3 separate regions of the Mus musculus genome follow, and all the other regions are linked to region 3. The links are chromatin contacts, called in public Hi-C and HiChIP or PLAC-seq maps. All regions are on one chromosome and are shown on one strand. Each heading gives the region's core, a stretch centred on a gene start, on an enhancer-like site or on the middle of the called end of the contact. The rest is flanking DNA. Distances are from core to core; before and after follow the strand shown. Region 1 holds the start of Rpe (ribulose-5-phosphate-3-epimerase). Region 2 overlaps Kansl1l (KAT8 regulatory NSL complex subunit 1-like). Region 3 holds the start of Ccnyl1 (cyclin Y-like 1).

What was found. A called contact is a pair of places that touch in the nucleus more often than the background predicts. HiChIP or PLAC-seq counts read pairs in DNA pulled down with a chosen protein or histone mark.
Region 1: an H3K27ac HiChIP or PLAC-seq map of embryonic stem cells shows a contact between it and region 3, with 4 times the contacts expected there. The contact joins the promoter of Rpe here to the promoter of Ccnyl1 in region 3. A contact is called at or near these places in 2 of 39 promoter capture datasets (both in liver) and 2 of 115 datasets of contacts at active chromatin or transcription factors (embryonic stem cells and large pre-B cells).
Region 2: a contact with region 3 is called in a Hi-C map of B cells, with 5 read pairs. The contact joins the enhancer-like site here to the promoter of Ccnyl1 in region 3. A contact is called at or near these places in 3 of 39 promoter capture datasets (embryonic stem cells, hippocampal neurons and pre-B cells) and 1 of 484 Hi-C or Micro-C datasets (B cells).

Annotation. Positions count from the first base shown.
Region 1 is chr1:66,698,113-66,702,317 of GRCm38.p6, reverse strand. Rpe (ribulose-5-phosphate-3-epimerase) reads right to left here and starts at 1,487. Exons shown (of 6, transcript NM_025683.3): 1 at 1,290-1,487. The coding sequence starts at 1,411. It overlaps Unc80 (unc-80, NALCN activator), which reads right to left. Exons shown (of 65, transcript NM_001368824.1): 65 at 3,168-4,205.
Region 2 is chr1:66,774,787-66,778,775 of GRCm38.p6, reverse strand. Kansl1l (KAT8 regulatory NSL complex subunit 1-like) reads left to right here. Exons shown (of 15, transcript NM_001122738.1): 3 at 668-809. All of the region lies in intron 1 of Gm46093 (a long non-coding RNA gene), which reads right to left. Among named protein-coding and RNA genes, the nearest start is that of Gm46093, 39 kb to the right of the region's middle. Within about 2 kb of position 2,400, at least 2 of the 459 cell types and tissues checked have an H3K27ac peak or open chromatin away from gene starts, as enhancers often do. A contact at or near this core is called in B cells, where this site is marked.
Region 3 is chr1:64,689,108-64,693,036 of GRCm38.p6, reverse strand. It overlaps Ccnyl1 (cyclin Y-like 1), which reads right to left and starts at 1,692. Exons shown (of 10, transcript NM_001097644.1): 1 at 1,637-1,692. The coding sequence starts at 1,646. 2810408I11Rik (RIKEN cDNA 2810408I11 gene) reads left to right here and starts at 2,378. Exons shown (of 2, transcript NR_038009.1): 1 at 2,378-2,573.

The DNA.
Region 1 (4,205 bases), core at 238-2,737, 2.0 Mb before region 3:
TCCCCTCTGCATCAAGCAGGCTCATTACACCTGCAGTCTGTGCCATGCTAGGACCCCTACATTTTCTCAGGCATCGAAATCAACACCATCTCTGGGGTACACATTCCAGCCGGTCAAGGGCTTTCAAGTAAGTGTTAAGAAAAATGAGATTTAACCACGGAGAGCCAAAAGAAACAAAACTGCTATGGACAAAACAGCAGTGATGTTAAAAAGAATTAGTGTAACTGAGTGTGGGGACCCGTGCCCATAATCCCAGCATTTGGGAAGCTGAGGCAAGATTTTGAGTTTGAGGCCAGTTAAGATTTATACAGACCTTGTCTCAAAAAAACCAGAAAGAACAGCAAAACCTCCAACAAGAAACGAAACTGATGTAAATAACACATATTTGCCAATGTGACTGAGGGCAAACAGATTTTGCTTATTTGAAATAAATTTATTTTTCTATCTCACTCCCAAGGTCTTTTATAATTTTATGTAAACTTTCGGTGGGAAATGCTAGTCAAAAAGCCAAGAAGATTCAAGTTCCAAGTCTGTCACAATCTTCTGTAATCTTGAGCAAGTCCTCCAGCCTCCTTTGGGTCTAGGTTTGTTTCCTCACTTTAGAACCAACTTAGGAAACTTGTACCCTGATTCTGAGCATTATAACTACAGTGCTTAAAAATTACTTACAAAAAAACTGACCTCCCTGAAGAGCAGGGTGCCTGAAGAGAAAATAGACAGGAAAATCAGAATTCGAATGGGTTATTCGATACAACTAACAACTGCAGAGAATCTGTTACACGCCAGGCACTGGACTTGCTCGTTTCAAGTTCCCCAAGACGCGGAAGCGTTCTATGATCAATAATCCTTCCATTTTCCTCACACTGAACCCGAGTCCCAATCAAGGCTGAAGCGGCTTGCCTAAGACAAGTCGGCAAGTGGTCGAACTCCGGAAGCCCATCCAGGTGTCAAGCTGAGGCTGTCTGCCGGCTTTGTCGAGAACTAGTTAGTTATCTGAGTTCGATCGAGCAAGTCGCGCCTGTCCCGTTGGGCCTCAGTTTCTCTACGAGTTCACCAGAGGAAGATCCTGAACACTGGAGGTGGCTCCCGGGTCCTATCACCACAGGTTACGGGGTGGCGGGGAAAGGACCGGGCCCCAAAGTCAGCCAGGGCCGGCTCGGTGCCCTCGGCAGCGCGCTTGGCCAGGCAGCCCGTCGTCGCACAGGGGCGCCGTGCACCCAACAGGCGCTCGCTGAGGTGCAGCGACGCCGACCCGCGCGGCCAGCCCGCCCCGAGCCCCGCGGAGTTACCCGTCCATTACATCCAGGTGCAGGTAGTCGGCCCCCGAGTCCAGCATGCGCAGGCACTCGGCCCCCAGGTTGGCCAGGTCGCTGTTGAGGATGGACGGGCCGATCTTGCAGCCCGACGCCATGGTGCCGGTTCCCTAGAGCGAGTGAGCCCACGAGAGCCCGGGCCAGCCAAGACTCCGTCCCGATTGGGCGCGCCGCACTGGCTCCGCCCCCTCCCACCTCGCACTCTCTTCCGGACTCTGCCGGAAGCAGCTGCCCTGCGGCGAGGAAGTCCCGCCTCCTCCTGGGGGGGGGGCGTCAGCTGGCTGGCTAGGGGCGGAGCCAGGTGCAGAGCTTCTGCCTTCTGTCTTGGATTTCCAAGGATCTTCTGGCTTCTTTTCCTTTTGAAAGGGAAAATAGTTTATTGAGTACAATGTAAGAAGTTCTACGGGTTGATCAGCTAGACTACCACCTACAATGTAGGAAATTTGTTTTTATTTTTTTCTCTGTTTCATACACGTATAGCATATATTGTGATCATATTCAACCCCATTACCCTTTCTTACCCCAGCCACTCCTCCTGACCCCTTCTTCCCAATTAACTCCTCTCCTACTTAAATAACTTCACCTCACGTGTCTGTAGGTTTTGTGCAGGGAGCCACAGTTGCTTATGCAATCATTAATTGCAGCATTCCGTTGAACTTCCCCCACCCTCTGTCTCTTACAGTCCTCTCTTCTGAGATGTTCCTTAGTCAAGCTGCTGATAACTGGTGACTGCTGAGTACTCAGTGTAGGAATTTTTGCAGTAGCTGAAAGTATAACGTAAAAACAAAATTCTAGGCCTTTAGGCCCAGGCATGGGAATGTGACCTCTGTGACTTAATGATGCTAATCATAAAACAGATAGCGACATTCCTCCACCCACCCGCTTCCTGGGTTCAAAGAGTGTTCATTCAAAGAAAGTCACCCTGACCATTGCTATGCAAATGTGCTATTGTTAGGGGCTCTTAGAAACTGTCTTGAGAGATAACTGGAACAATTACCAGGTATTCCTTGTGACTCTTGTGACTTTGCACTTCCTTGGGACTCTTAACTGGTATCTTTGGTATTTTCCAACAAAGCCCTCCCCACTTCCTTGAGTTGTGGTTTCTTCCTTTAAATACCTCCTTACCCAGCTAATCGGTGTGCCACAGACCTCTACCCCTGCGTGGTGTATGACCGTGGGCCCGAGAGCCCTCTTGAATAAGTTTGCAGTAAGACCGTTTCTTGTGTGATTTGGGGTGTCGCCTCTCCTGAGTCAGAACGTGGGGGAGTCCTCACGTTGTGGGTCTTTCATAGCCAGTCTGATAGAGTTGCTATCCAGCCATAATTCTTGAAATGGATAAGTGGCGTAATGTCAAACGTATCCAGAGTCTGGGCCAGGAAAAAATGAAAAGGTACATGAAGATACACGTGGATAGAACAAGAGCAATTCCTAAAGAACAAGGATAGGGCTCTCATAGTTTTATTAAAAGCATGCTGGTAATTTAGATGCCATGGTTTCTGCAGGGGACACAGTTAGAAGACAATAGTCTTTAATATTCTGACTTGGGGATATACCAGCATTCCGGGTCATAATCCGGGCAGTGAAGTCAATTTGGCTTGCTGTCTTCCATATCTACATTTTGCTTTATTTTGAAAGATAGAAGATGAGAAACAGAAGTAGGTAGGTATCAAATATGGCGGTAGAGGGACTGGGGGTGTTTACCCATTAGTGACTTTAAGCTAAAAATGGCTTTAGGCTTCCACTTTAGAGTGGAAGTCTGAAGAACAAGAGATGAAGGAAGGCACAGACCAGGTCTTGAAAAATGATCCTGAATGAGCTATCCCATTCCCAATGGAAAGAAGTGAAATTAGAGCACATTAAATGATCTTAGATTTATTTTATTATATGTGCATATTCAAACACAGAAATCATTAGCTTTCATAAATATCTTTCATAAACATCTCAGTATTTATTCAGATGCATTTTCCATGCTCTTTGGTCATTCAGTATTCATAACAGACTTTATAGTCATCTGAAGGAAGTTGGCTGTGTAGTCAATCCTTTGTCTTCACCTACAAAATGGCTAATAAAGGACTTTAATCCCATGGTCACAGTGACTATTAAAAATATCATGGAGGTACGTAGATTTATGATCCTAAATGATCTTTAAATAATATAAGTAAATTTATCATAAACTTTTCCAAATACATTCTGCCCTCTATTTGTGTTTATTCTCCTGAGTGTCAGATCAAAGTTTGCTTCTAAAATGCTGCAGTTGAGACCCACAAAAATAAATGAGGAAGTGGGCTAGTTTACTCACTGCTGAGACACAAGGCCATGGATTGGTAGTGTGAGGTCACAGAGTGAAAGTGGGACTCTATGTGACAGCAGCAAATTCGGGAAAGTTCTCTGGTAAAGTATCCTGTGTAACTCAAGGAAGGTACTTAGTTCATGTTTTGGACTATAATTCTATTCATTTATGACCTTTTCTTCCCTATGGATCTCAGTACACACTCAATTATTTCCTCGGAAACTCTAGGAGTGGGCAGCAAAGTGGAGAAAGTTCTTCACTGACTAAAAGAACAGATGCTAAAAGAGAGATGCCATCCTGGCTTAAGTTACTCTTGGAGGCTTGAAGCAGAAAACCAACAGATGCCTCCAGCACTGCCATGTGCCCAGTGGTACCCCTTGACAGTGTTGTTCTCAGTGACTTGTTCCAACGCACTCAGTAACTCACTTCCCTTGTCATAAGAATCAAATAATCTAATAGAATTATAGAAAACACTGAATGCTGCGAATGAAAGAAAAATGTCTATTCTAGAAAATTCTGCATCCAGGATTTAAGCTGCTTTAATCTGGATAGTACACATGGGTACTCACTATCATGGATGATGTATTTTTATTTCTCAAGGT
Region 2 (3,989 bases), core at 1,151-3,650, 2.1 Mb before region 3:
GAGCTTGGTTCAGGCCATCCAACGTATTCAGTGAGATACTATTAAAAGAAAGAAAGAGAGGAAGCAAGGGGCAGAGGGAGAGAGGAATGGAGGGAGGGAGGGAAGGGAAAGGGAGGAGAGGGAAAATGAGAAGGAAATACAGCAGAGGATTCATTTTTGTAAATTATTGTCAATGCCTTTAATTTTAAGTATTAGTAATATAATGATGCTATAGTCTACTAAGTAGAAATTACAGTTAAATCAGGTACACTAGAGTTTAGTAAGTGAATTTAGGTATAGTTCAGATGGGTTATCTAGTACTTGACTTCCACTTTTACTTGTAAAATCCTCACAGAACAGATGTTACGGGATGTTGGAGTTGTTATTCTTGTTTCCTTTTCCTTACTGGTTCATTCCCCATGCAAGCCCTTAGCATCAGTAGCATATTAAATTACAGAGGGATTATCCTACTGTTAGGTACATAATATTGACGAAAGCCAAGTATTCATGTGGTAGAAAGGTAAGGAATCAAATTTCCTTTGATAAGAAATCAGTCTGCTATTTTCCCTTGATGTAGTGTACATGTCTTCTAAAAGAAATTACATTTTATGAAACTAGTCAAGGAAGTTATTAGCACTCTGACAATCTGACTTTGTGCTTTGACTAACAGTGTTTGTTTTGTTCCCAGCAACTCTAGTACTGAATGGAAGTGGCTTGTAGACAGAGCACAAGTTGGCAGCCGATGGACTTGGCTTCAAGCTCAGATTTCAGAGCTGGAATACAAAATCCAGCAGCTAACAGATATCCACAGGCAGATTCGTGCCTCTAAGGTATTGTTAGTTTTTTGTTAAAATTGTTACCTGTATAATTTTTCACATAAATTAATTTTTATTAAATTTCATGAAAGGAGCTAGTTTCAGGTTTTCAAATATTAATTTCTTAATATTAATGTTGCTTTTCTCAAGCCTGTATATATATACATATATGTATATATAATTTGACAGTATGTTTAAACAATTAAAAACATTGAGCTTAAGTTAATAGAAATATTATACATTTTAAAACCTTTTTATTGTCAAATGTGTGTATAACACAATTTGTTAATGTATTCATTTTTATGTGTACAACATAATAGTATTAAGTAATTTAATAATATCAGGCATCCATTTTCTTTCTATTTCTTTTCCTTTTTTCCACCTTTTTTTTCTTTTTGTAGCCTTGGCAATCCTGGAACTCATGTTGTAGATCAGGCTGGCCTGAATTCATAGAGATTTGCCTGCCTCTGCCTTCAGAGTGCTACGGTTAAAGGCATGCATCACTCCCTGCCTGGCCTCTTTTAAGACTGAAAACTATACCTATTAAACAGTGACTATCTAGTTTTCAGTCTCCATAACATTAATAACCATGTCTGTTTATAGTGGAAACATAATAATACCTAGGTTTTTTGTGGCTGGCTTATTATATAGCCCGTGGTCCTTTCATTTATGGACATTGTAGTATATACTTGAATTTCCTTTTTGAAAGCTGAATAGCTGTATATTCATCACATTTTGTTTACCAATGATAGATATGTAAATTGTTTCACATTTTAGCTGTTGTCTGTGTGCTGTGAATAGAGTGAAAGAAATTCTCTTTTCAAAGCACTCTTTTCAGTGGAACAAGGATGTATGCCTTTAACCACAGCACATGGGAAAGGGAGGCAAGTGGATTTCTTTGAGTACAGGTCTCCCTGCCTAGATAGTGATTTCCAAGCCAGCCAGGGCTCAATGGTGTGATCCTTTCTGAGAAACAAAGAAACCAAAAAAAAAAAATCTTTTGGCTATACATCCAGAAATGGAGTTAGAGGATTGTATGATAATTCTGTTTTTAATTTTTAATGAACTATAGTATATAATAGTTTCCATTTCTCTAAGTTGTGGCCAACAGTTTGGTTTTTTGCTTATTTTTTAACTGATAATAATACTGAATGTCAGGTGGTATCTCTTTTCAATTTCAGTTTACAATTTCCTAGTATTAATGGTGTTTAGATATTTTTATGTTTATTGGTTATTTGTATATGTTCTCTGGAGAAATATCTATAAATCAGGCCTTTTGCCTATTTCTGAGTGGCTTTGTTGTTGCTGTATTTTAGGGAGTCTTTATCTTGATAATAATTGCTTACATAGTATTTAATTTTCATATCTTTATTCTTTTGTTTGTTGTCTTTTTACTTTATTATTTTTATGAAGTCTATTTTATCTATTGTATTTTTATCTGTGCCTTTGGTGTTCTTATATTTTCTTCAAGGATCTTCTAGTGAGGTATTTGGTCCATTTTGAGTTAATTTTGGTATGTGGAGTTAGTTCTTTTGCATGTAGATCTCCAGTTTTCCCAGGGGCATTAGTTGAAAGATCATACTTTGCTTTTTCTGTTGAATGGTTTTGACACTATTTCTCAAAACTCATTTGACCATATATGCAAATACTTTCTCTGTTCTTTGTTCTACTGTTCTATACATCTGCCTATGTTTATACTGCTGTTATATTATTTTGGTTATTCTAGTCATTTTAGAATCAAGGAGTAGGTCTTCCAGTTTTTGGTTTATGTTTTGTTTCTATTTCCTAGCTATAGTGAGTAGAACAGCAATGAACACAGCTGAACAAATTTCTGTGGAGTAGAATGTTGAACCCTTTGGGCATATGCCAAGGGGCGGTATAGCTGAGTCATACAATATATATATTGTTTAACCTTTTGAGAGTTCTCTCCACTGATTTCAACAGTACCTGTACCTATTTGCAATACCCACAGCAGTAAACGAGTACTCAGCGTTTGATGTAGGTTGTTTGTTGATTCCAGCCATTCTCACTAGGATCAAATGAAATCACAAAGTTTTGATTTAGATTTTGCTAATTGCTATGGATGGTGAACAGATTTTGAGATATTTCTTAGTAATTTTTTCCTTCTTTTGAAACTCTCCATTCATGTCCCAGACTCCTCTTTGTATTTTTTAGTTCTATGTTGTGGATATTAAACCTCTGTCAGATGTCTAGCTGGTGAAGAGTCTCTCCCATTCTGTGGTCCTCCTCTTCACCTGGCTCTTTCTTTAGCTATGCAGAGGCTTGTTACTTCTGTGAAATCTCACTAAACAATCGAAGCCTTGCTTCTTGGGGAAAACGGTGACCTTTCCTACCCTCAACCATGTAGGGCACTCCCTGTGTTTTCTTCCAGTAGTTTTGGATCTCAGGTTTGGTCGTTGATCCACTTATAGTTTTCAAGCAAGGTGATAAAAAATGGGTCTAATTTCATTCTTCTGCATGTGGTCATCCAATTTCCTCAGAACTATTTGAGAAGATGATTTCTTTTTTTCTTCCAGTGTGTGTTTTTGGTCTCTTTGTCAAATATTAAGTGGCTAAGTGAGATGTGGTCATATTTGGGTCTTTGCATTTTGTTCCATTAGCCCCATGTCTGTTTTTGTGTCTATATGTTGTGTTTACTACTGTGGCTCTGTAATTTATCTCAAATCTGGAATTAAACTCCCTGCATTGTTTCTTTTTTTGTTCAGAATTGCTCTGGATAGCTGGGATCTTTGTGATTCCATATGAAGTTTAGAATGCCTTCTGTTTCTGTGAGGAATGAGATTGGAATTTTGATTTGGATTGCACTGAATCTGTAAATATATTTTTCCAGAAATGACATTTTCACAATGTTAGTACTAACAACCCATGAGCAAGGGTGTCTTTCCATTTTGTAATGTCTATCTCTTTTTTTCCAGTGGTTTTCATTATAGAGGTTCTTCATTTCCTTGGCTTGGCTTATTCTGAGGCCATTGTGAATGGGAGTGTGTCCATCATCTTTTCTTTTCTGTCTGTTCATGTATTTTGTGCAAGTTGATCTATGATGCTGAATTTTATCATTTCTAGAAATTTTATGATAGACTTTTTGGGATCTCTAATATCATATATCATCTGCAAAAGGGATGGTTTTACTTTTTTACATTTTTGTATGGAAAATTTAAATTTTTTTATTCTTAT
Region 3 (3,929 bases), core at 443-2,942:
TTTTTTTTCCTGTTAAGAGTCCAACTCAGCACATCTCCCACCTCCACAGCACATCTTCCACCTCCACAGTTTAGAGCAGTTCTATGCAGAAGCAGTTTCAGTCATATCTTAACTTTGCATCCTCATCAACAATACAGTGAGAATGCATACAGGCTTCCTTTGTATCTGGGAGGAACAAATAGGCATACATGATACTGTGCTGTAATCCCTCAAGAATTATAAAAAGGTCCTATTTGGACTCTCACTCAACACTACCCATATACTGTTTGTAAATCCAGAGGCTTAACTTACAACATTGAAACTGGACAGTTTTCATAAACACACACTCCACTGTTTAAAGATACAATTACCTTTACATTCTTTTACAACATTTGACTATTACAAAAAGTTACAAAAGTGTATCGATCATGGGCCTTAAGTTATTCTAAAGGAACTCATTTGTAGTGAAGCCAACAAGCCAATGTAGCTTAAACATCTCATGATACGTTGTCTTATAGATCTGTAGCCTTCATTCAATAACCACACTGCTATCTAGAATTACTTTTTACCCAATTCACAGATTTTCAAAAATTTTATAATTATAAAACACCAAGTATTTCCTCTTCTCCCTCCTACCTACCCAGCCAGCTCACCCTGCAATGGATCAGTTTTCGAGCTTCAACTTTCTTAGCACCAAGTAAGAACCTCCAGGCTGAAGGTGTGCAGGGAAATGGAGCCATAGAAACAAATATTACAGGCACCCGCAGGGGGCTGTCTTCTTAAATCCCAAACCTTTACATTACTAATTTAAAGCTAAATTTAAGCTTTTGGCTCCATTTAAACGCCCAATGAACAATCTCTCCCCACCCTGCTTCCTTTGGAAGAGGTAAAATAAATGAAATTTGTTAAATGGCGATGTATTTACCAAAATGATAATTTTAAAGCAAGCAGAACTACTCCTTGTTAGGGAGGGGAAGCAGTACTTTTCTGAAGCCTGGAAAGAAACTAACATCTTTCACAGAAGTCTCCTCTTTCTGTGTTCCAACTATAACTGAAAGTAATAAAGCAACCTTTATTATTGAGGCTACTTTCAAAATCCTACTTAATACCATACACATTTTGGTGGCAATCTCTACTTGAACGTAAATAAGAAATCTTTAACCATGCTGAATCTAGATTGCTCTAGTATCAGTTACTCAACTCGTTCAGAGCAAGAGGAACATTATGCTCTTACCTTACGTACCATCTGCCTAAGTAAGGACAGAGAGATGGGATGGCTATTCTGAGGTTAGGGGTACCTGGGAGTTTTATTAAGAAAAGGGGCAATTATAGTCTCTTGAAGTCTTAAGTTCCACTGGACGGTACACAGCAGTACAAAGAGGAAGCGGTGCCGGGTACAGGGTCCCGGGTCAGAATGAGAGAATGGGAAGAGTGAAGAACTGGGCGTAGGGGTGGGAGAGAAACTGGCCAGACGTGGCCGAGAAAGAATAAGGGGTGGGAACACGAGCCACAGCCCTCATTCCCGGTGTCCAGGCCTGCGCCAGGAATAATCCCGGCAGGAAGGAACCCGAGGCGGCGGCCGCCTCCCAGCGGGACCCAGGGAGTCGGTGGAGGCCAGAGGTGCGCCACGGCCCGGACGCGCCCGCTGCCTCCTCACCTTCGGGCATCTCTCGGTCACTGATGTGCTGCAGGTGGTGGCCCTCGCCGGCTCCGAAATCCAACTCGGCGGGCTCCACGGCCGCAGCGGGCGCCGGCGCTACCGCCACCGCGTCCCCGGCCGCCGCCTCGTAGACCTCGGACTCGTAGTCGGGCTCTGCCGGCCCCGCGCGCCGGCCCAGCTTGGGGCTGGCATTGGGGGACACGCAACAGGTCAGCGTGTTCCCCATGGGGAGCGTCCGCTCCGCTCGGCCGACGCCTGCGCCTCCGCTCGCCCCGGACTCCGCGCCCGCCCCCTCCCCCAACAATGGCGCGGTCGGCGCCGGCAGCCCCGGGCAGAGCGGGGCTGCGCCCGCCCGCACTCGCCGCCGCGCCCGCTGCGCGCCCGCCCGCCCCGCCGCCCAGCCCGGGGCAGGGCTCCGGCCTCGGCCGCACCCCCGCCGGCTCGCCGCCGCCGCCTCCCCACAGCGGACTAGTCTGCGAGGGCGGCGACCAGCCCGGCTTATTTAAAAGGGGTGGGGACCCGACAAGCGCTGGGAGACGCAGCCACTGCGGGCCGAGAGCGCGGCCGGAGCTCCTCCTCCTTCCGTCGCCGCCTCCGAACTGAAGGCCGCTAGCCGGCTCCTGCCAACCGGAACGCGCTCCGCGGTCACCTGGTGACGGGTAGCCAATCAGACCCGGACTTCCCTCCACGCACCCGCCTACGGCCCAGGCACGTGACTCACAAAGCCCCGCCCCGTCCCTTAAGCTGAGCCGCGCGAATTCTGGTTTCCATTCATCTCGAGCTGCGCCGAGTCCGGCTCCTACTGGGGAGCTGCGGCAGTTTGTTACTCGAGGCCGCCCTTCAAGGCGGGCCCCGAAGGTCCGGCCTGGTGAAGAGTTGGTTTTGTCAGCAGTTTGGTCTCTCCATGTTTGACAGCTTCCCTTTGCTCACCCAAGTAAGTTGCACTGGACTTAGCCGGTTGTATATGGCTAAATGCTCTTCTCCTGTCTTCCCAGTGTTACGTTCTCGCTTGCAACTTGGCCATAGCAACCCCGGGGCTCGCTCCTTACTCTCAATAAAGAGTCGTGACTGTGTCTTGCATGAAACCCGAGGACACGTCACTCTTCAATTTCCTCGTACGTCAAATAAGGACCAAACTCTCGGTTCAGAAAAGCTGGGAGCCAGCAACTCCGGTTTCGCTTGTTTTCTGCCATCACAAGACAGGAGTTTCCAGACTTTGTTTCTTTAACTAGCAATGCAGAGAACAGTTTTCTCCCACAAAATAGAGAACCACACTGTGGGGTGCCCACAGTCCTAAGTGATGGGGATGGTAGAGAGCAATTGACCTTTAGCATGCACCAAGTATTGCCAACCATGCCAACCGAGCTCCCTTAGCGCTAAGTCTAAAGAGCAGTCCAATGTTCGATCTCCCAGATTTTACTGATCGGTGGCAGGGTAGGGGGAGCATGCAGAAACTGAGTAACTTTCTCAAGGTTACATGACAAGGTTACTGCTCGTGTAGGGGCCAGAATAGTCTGGATTCCAGGTTTATCTCCGAGTACCTGTGAAAGGAAGTCACGGTTAGGGAAAATGACAGAGACTGTTGGTGCTTGGTAGTGTTCATTTTAAGGAAGAGCAATCTTTTCACTTGGGGATTTTAAATATCTTCCCTAATTGAATCTTCTCGTTCATTTCTGTTCCTGAAGTCCAGCAGTCCAGGCTCCCAGTAAATTTAGGCAAATGAGAAGCAAAGATTTGGAGAATCTAGCTGTACGAGTTCACACTGCTGCTCTTGGAGTACAAACACAAATATCTGACCCCAAAGTCAATGAGGTCAAGAGTTTAGTTGTTTTCTTTTAATGTATATATTTATTGTATTTGTATGAGTACACTGTGGCTGTCTTCAGACACATCAGAAGAGGCATTGGCTCCCATCACAGATGGTTGTAAGCCATTATGTGGTGGCTGGGAATTGAACTCAGGACCTCTGGAAGAGCAGTCAGTGCTCTTAACCGCTGAGCCATCTCTCCAGACCAAGAGTTTAGATTTTATACTGGAAATAAGTGTTGAACATGAAGTTCAGAAGTCATTGTCATGTGTATTTAAGACTATGTTATTCTGGACAGTAAGAAGGAAGGGAAGAAAGGTCTAGTTAAGGAAGCCTAGTCTTTTCCTAGGAAAGAAAGACAACTCCAACAAAGGGCACTGGTGACTAAGTGGACAAAGAACTTATTTCCTAAGTGAAATAGGAAGTACTTACCTATTGGATATGGAGGGAGAACAGAAGTAGAAGGCAAAAAAAAAAAAAAAA